2 separate regions of the Ovis aries genome follow, and region 1 is linked to region 2. A link is a contact called in public Hi-C data. All regions are on one chromosome and are shown on one strand. The core of a region is the stretch at or near the end of the contact, and the rest is flanking DNA. Distances in the headings are between cores, read along the strand shown.

What was found. Hi-C and Micro-C count contacts between places; a contact is called where the count stands out from the background.
Region 1: a contact with region 2 is called in a Hi-C map of liver, with 4 times the contacts expected there. The contact joins two enhancer-like sites. A contact is called at or near these places in 8 of 16 Hi-C or Micro-C datasets (hypothalamus, liver, mesenteric adipose tissue and 4 more).

What each region holds. Positions count from the first base shown.
Region 1 is chr1:177,682,704-177,685,403 of ARS-UI_Ramb_v3.0, forward strand. It overlaps PHLDB2 (pleckstrin homology like domain family B member 2), which reads left to right. Exons shown (of 17, transcript XM_060417608.1): 14 at 397-543; 15 at 2,698-2,700. Among named protein-coding and RNA genes, the nearest start is that of ABHD10, 14 kb to the right of the region's middle. Within about 2 kb of position 1,303, at least 3 of the 54 cell types and tissues checked have an H3K27ac peak or open chromatin away from gene starts, as enhancers often do. A contact at or near this core is called in liver, where this site is marked.
Region 2 is chr1:177,435,081-177,437,780 of ARS-UI_Ramb_v3.0, forward strand. The region is part of intron 3 of PLCXD2 (phosphatidylinositol specific phospholipase C X domain containing 2); the gene reads left to right. Among named protein-coding and RNA genes, the nearest start is that of PHLDB2, 14 kb to the right of the region's middle. Within about 2 kb of position 1,376, at least 26 of the 54 cell types and tissues checked have an H3K27ac peak or open chromatin away from gene starts, as enhancers often do. A contact at or near this core is called in liver, where this site is marked.

The DNA of each region.
Region 1 (2,700 bases), core at 53-2,552, 250 kb after region 2:
GACCTGCAGCCAGGAAGCCGCAGAGCAACAACAGGAATTGGAAGGACCCACAGCCATCAAAGAAAGGCTAAAAGCTGTGACTAGTGTTGGGTCACAATTAACCTTTTTGTATTAAAAATGGAGAGTTGGGGTCATTAGTATGAAAGGACTGAAGAGTCACAAGCTGGGTTTCACTTAATATTCCATTGTTAACTTTATGTAGTGGCTGCATTTCTGCACAGAATGATTTGAAAGCTCTGTGAGCAATGATTATGGATGTTTTACTCTTGGTTATACACTGTAAGAACCTCAGCTATAAAATTAGGAATTGCCCAGTGAGATTTAGATATATATGCATTGGAATTATTCGAGTATAACCAGTATGTTTGAAATTTTCTTCTGCATAATGATACCTAGGAACGAGAAATGGAAGCCAAGAAACGCGCTCTGGAAGAAGAAAAACGACGTCGAGAACTCCTGGAAAAACGGCTGCAGGAAGAAACTAGCCAGAGGCAGAAGTTAATTGAAAAGGAAGTGAAGATAAGGGAGAAACAAAGGGCCCAGGTGGGTCGGTCAATCTGGATGGGCTGGAGTAGGCTGCCCCCTGGTGGTCATTTTTTAGAAGACGGTCGTGCTGTGTCTGAGGATGCCTGTGGCTGTGCTGCCCATTAGCTTTTGGCTTCTAATGGCCAAGAGAAAGATGTTATTAGGCCAAAAAAAAGTGTGTTTATTTCAGAATTCATTGGGGACAACTAACAAAATAACATTTTTCTTTAGTTAAGCGTGGAACATTTTCATGGGAACCCATTTTTTGGAGTATATTTAAAAAGAATTTTTTTTTTGAGCGACTTTGAAAGTTCAGCTAGATTCGTTTCTAGAAACAAATACAACACCCAAACTGAGTTGAGAAAAAGAGATTCTGTCATCTTTTGGAAGCAGACACTCCAGTACAGAATAACGAGCCCAGTTCCTTGCTGGTGGAATTAATATTTATGGTGGAATTCATTTTAAATTAATTTTAATGGTGGAATTTAATCAATAATTAATATTTTGAATTGTTTTCCTAACCACACTGTGTTATCACAGTGCTGCCAGTCCACACACATGGGCACAGGATTGCTAAACTCAGGAGAACCACCCACTTTGTTTAACTTCCTGTCTCAGTCATCGTGGAGTTTGGTCTTGTCACTAGAACTGCTTACATAATGTATGTTTCCGGAGAAACTAAAGTAAAATTTTAAGTACCATGTAATTTAAAGGTCAAGTCAGCTTTACCAAGGCTTACTAGATTTAAAGATAAAAGGTACCAGTTCCTTCCCTTATTCCTTCCAGTTGCTGGCAGTTTGAAGTTCAGCAGTGAGAGACTTGCCTTAATCTGTGGCACCTGTCTAGAGTCAGAGTACCACAGAATCAAAGGCAAAATAAAGGGAAAATCCAAGGAAAGCGTGTTCGTTTTATCTCCTTATGCCAAACCTCTGGCACATTTCGGTTTGCTGGAAAGGTCATCCATGACTATTTGGTATCTGAAGCCAAACCAAAGGCACAATTCTATTTTAATCTCAAAGATTAGTTTTGTTTCCAAGTATATGATTAGGTTATGTTCCCCCAGGACAAAGGGTGGGGTAGTCTAACGGCATAAAATATGAGACCGGTTTAGAAATGTTACTCGTGGTGACATGCTCGACCTAGTCTAGATGAACCTCTGCTCCAGCTGGTGACATGCGCGACCTAGTCTAGATGAACCTCTGCTCCAGCTATTGCTATTGCTACTGCTAAGTCACTTCAGTCGTGTCTGACTCTGTGCGACCCCATAGACGGCAGCCCACCAGGCTCCCCCGTCCCTGGGCTTCTCCAGGCTAGAACACCGGAGTGGGTTGCCATTTCCTTCTCCAGTGCATGAAAGTGAGAAGTGAAAGGGAAGTTGCTCAGTCGTGTCCAGCTGTAGTAAACTTAAAGACATCAATGACAGACTTCTCTGCCTGGTCCCGGACTACTCATTGGGTACAGCTTTCATTCCACATTCTTATCTTATTTTAACTTTGCCTTTCAGAACACCTCTGCCTTCAGTTTCTATCAGAGAGTACACGAAAATCAGCATGTACATACATATATGCTTGGGGCATCTGGTGGGGGCTGTACTTACTAAATGACGTTCAGTCAGTTACATCATGCCTGAGGTTATATAAGGAGAACTGTTGTTGAGGTTGTGGCAGGGAGAACTCCTGGGAACATTACAGTGGAGGAGCCCTCCTCTGAAAGAAGCAGCCGAGAGAACTTCATGCCCTATTTCCTTATGTTTTTGTCTTGTTATCTGCCGTGCCAAGCGGCATATGGGATCTTAGTTCCCCGACCTGGCATCAAAGCCATGCCCCCTGTGCTGGAAGTATGGAGTCTTAACCACTGGACCGCCAGGGAAATCCCTTCCCAGTTTTAAGTGCTGAATACCTCTTTTAAAACTAAGGTAAATGACATGTTTCCATTTTTTCATCTGGCCTTTTCAAGGAATAGAATCTGTTGGCCTGAATTTATTCGCATCCCCCCCTCCCCATACCATCACATTTTTCTTTAAATGCCATCCACTTTTTCGATTCCAAATGACAGTGTTTAAGTTCTCATAATTGCATGGACGTTTGAACACTTAGGCTTTTCAGTTCATAAACATCTGTGACCTAAAACCAAACAAAGAGCTATAGATTAGATGGGCTTGTGCATTTCCAGGCT
Region 2 (2,700 bases), core at 126-2,625:
CTCACATATCCATACCATTTCCTTATGCCTTTGGTAAATTTGTAGAGCAATATTATTTATTTACTTATTCAGTGATGAATAGGAGCTAGATCCAGAGACACAGGATGAATAATCTAGTCTCTGCCCCCACAGGTGTACATTCTGTGAGGAAAAATAAACATGTAAATTTCCGTGTAACACTGAAAAAAGTGAAGTGAAAGTCATGTCCAACTCTATGCAACCCCATGGACTGTAGCCCTCCAGGCTCCCTGTCCATGGGATTCTCTATGATGAAGTCTGTGCAGAGAGTTGTACTTACACGGGAGAGGAAGTCTTTAAAAATAAAGATTGTTTTATCTTATTGGCTCGATATATCTTAGTCCCCAGAGGAGGAAATGGCAACCCACTCCAGGATTCTTGCCTAGAAAATCCTATACACAGAGGAGCTTTGTGGGCTACAGTCTATGAGGCTGCAGAGTCAGACATGACTGAGCACACATTCCCTGGAAATTCACATGTCAAAATCGTAACCCCCAGTCCCTCAGAATGTGGCTGTATCTGGAGAAAGAAGCTTTAAAGAGGTAGTTAACTTAAAATGAGGCCCTTTGGGTGAGCCGTGACCCAATCTGACGGGTGTCCTCGTAAGAGGAGGAGATTAGGATATGCAGAGACCCTGGGGATGGGTGTGCACGGAGAACAGCCCCTGTGAGGATGCAGGGAGGTGGCTGTCTTCAGGTCAAGGAGCAGGCCTCAGGAGAAGCCAGAACTGCCAACACCTTCATCTTGGACTTTGGACCTCCAGAGCTGTGGGGAAATAAAGTTCTGGTGTTCAAACATTTTCTTAACAGCAGCCCTGAACAACTAACACAGTCCCTTTACAACAGGCTGCCTTTGACAAGTTTCCTGAGGACTCACTCTGAGCTGTGGTTTTTCTCACCAGTTAAGTGGGTTTAGTAACACCGCACAAGATTGTGGAGTCTTAACAGGAAAGTGCCTCCCACAGCGCCTGGCCCAAAACAGGCCTGCCAAGCCCATCCCCACAATGGACCAGCCTTGCTCTCAGTGGGTAGAAAGCCAGAGGGACATTTCTGAGCTGCTCTGCAGCCTGTGAGATTCAGTGCCTCACGGACCGAAAGCAGTATGTGGCTCAGCCGTCTGCACTGATCTCTTGGTAAAGAGGCCCTGGGGAAGGCTAAGAGTTAAGAAAATGAAGCAGCTCCTGCTCACAGTGGGTTCTGCATCCCCCTTTCTTTGTGCGCAGTCCTGGTTATCTGATCCGTGCCCTGGGGAAGGCTGCCACGTGAACCCAAAGGTGACACAGAGCTCTTTGTTGGCTCTGGCTTGAGTCAGCCGACGTGCCTCCACCAGATGTTTAATTCTCATTTCCCCGTGATGACCAGAAGGTGGCACCTGCATTTCATCCTTAAATACAGACAAGCGGGTGGTGTGTTTTTTTTTTTTTTTTTTTCCCCAAGAAAGCTTGAATGCATCAGATTCTGTGCTGCTGTGGCCTTCCTGTGGGCCACTCCTTGTTCCAGATCTCTGCCTCCAAAGGAAGACTGCATTTGTGACCCTCCCCTCTCAGGACACAGCATTTTGTGCTTTAGGAAATTTTCCTACCTCCACCCTTAAATCTCTCTACTATTATGATTCCTTCTCCCAATACTTACATTGTACTTATTATATCCCAGGCCCTCGTCTAAGCACTTTACACTATATTACTATGTGTGCCAACTTTATTTTGCTGTGTGTGCTGTGCCAAGTTGCTTCAGTCATGTTTGACTCTTTGCGACCCTATGGACTGTTGCCTACCAGGCTCCTCTGTCCATGGGATTCTCCAGGCAAGAATACTAGAGTAGATTGCCATGCCCTCCTCCAAGAAATCTACCTGACCCAGGGATCAAAGCTGCATTTCTCATGCATTGATAGGCGGGTTCTTTACCACTAGCACCACCTGGGAAGCCCCCGTTACTTTATTTAATGCCCCCTAAATCTATATGAAGTATTATTATGGTCCCCATTTTACTGGGGGAGAGACTGAGCCACAGAGACTTTGAATAGGTTATAGTCAAATCAAGGGTGTTACTAAGTCTTCAGGAGTCCCAGTTAAAAATGGAAGTACCCCTGTGATAGTGGCCTACTAAGTCCTAATCAGCTATGAATCTAAAAATGCAAATCAATATATGAGATGTGTTTTAGCCCATGGCTGATTGTAGAGTCCCAGAACTGACTGTAGTTGTCAGGATAAAAGGGAAAGAAAGAAAAAGACAAAATGCTGCATGGCCTTGACAGGGTTGCCTGGGGGAGACTGAGAAGTCGGCTGTGTGCTCAGAAGAGGGAGAGCAGCTTCCCAGGATCAAGGAGCCGAGAAGGTGACAACCAAGGACAGTGTTACCAAAAGAAGAGAAATGGGCCCATTGAGAAATAAACTCAGTTTATTTTCAGATTTTACCTAGAGAAAATCCTTCCTAAAAATACTCCAGTCTCTTACCCAAACATTAGCCCTGGTTTGTGTCTTCCTTGCAGCATCTTCAAGGTTGCAAGCACTTAGTGAGCCATTTTACCATAATGTAAAACTTAGTGCTTCGTTACTCCCTCCTCTATACCACCCATGGTGTTTACACTTACTGCTAGTAGGAACTATCACATTAAACTGTCATCATTTGTTTACATCTCTGAATTCTGAGCTTCTTTGGACATAACATTCTGGCTTTCACATAG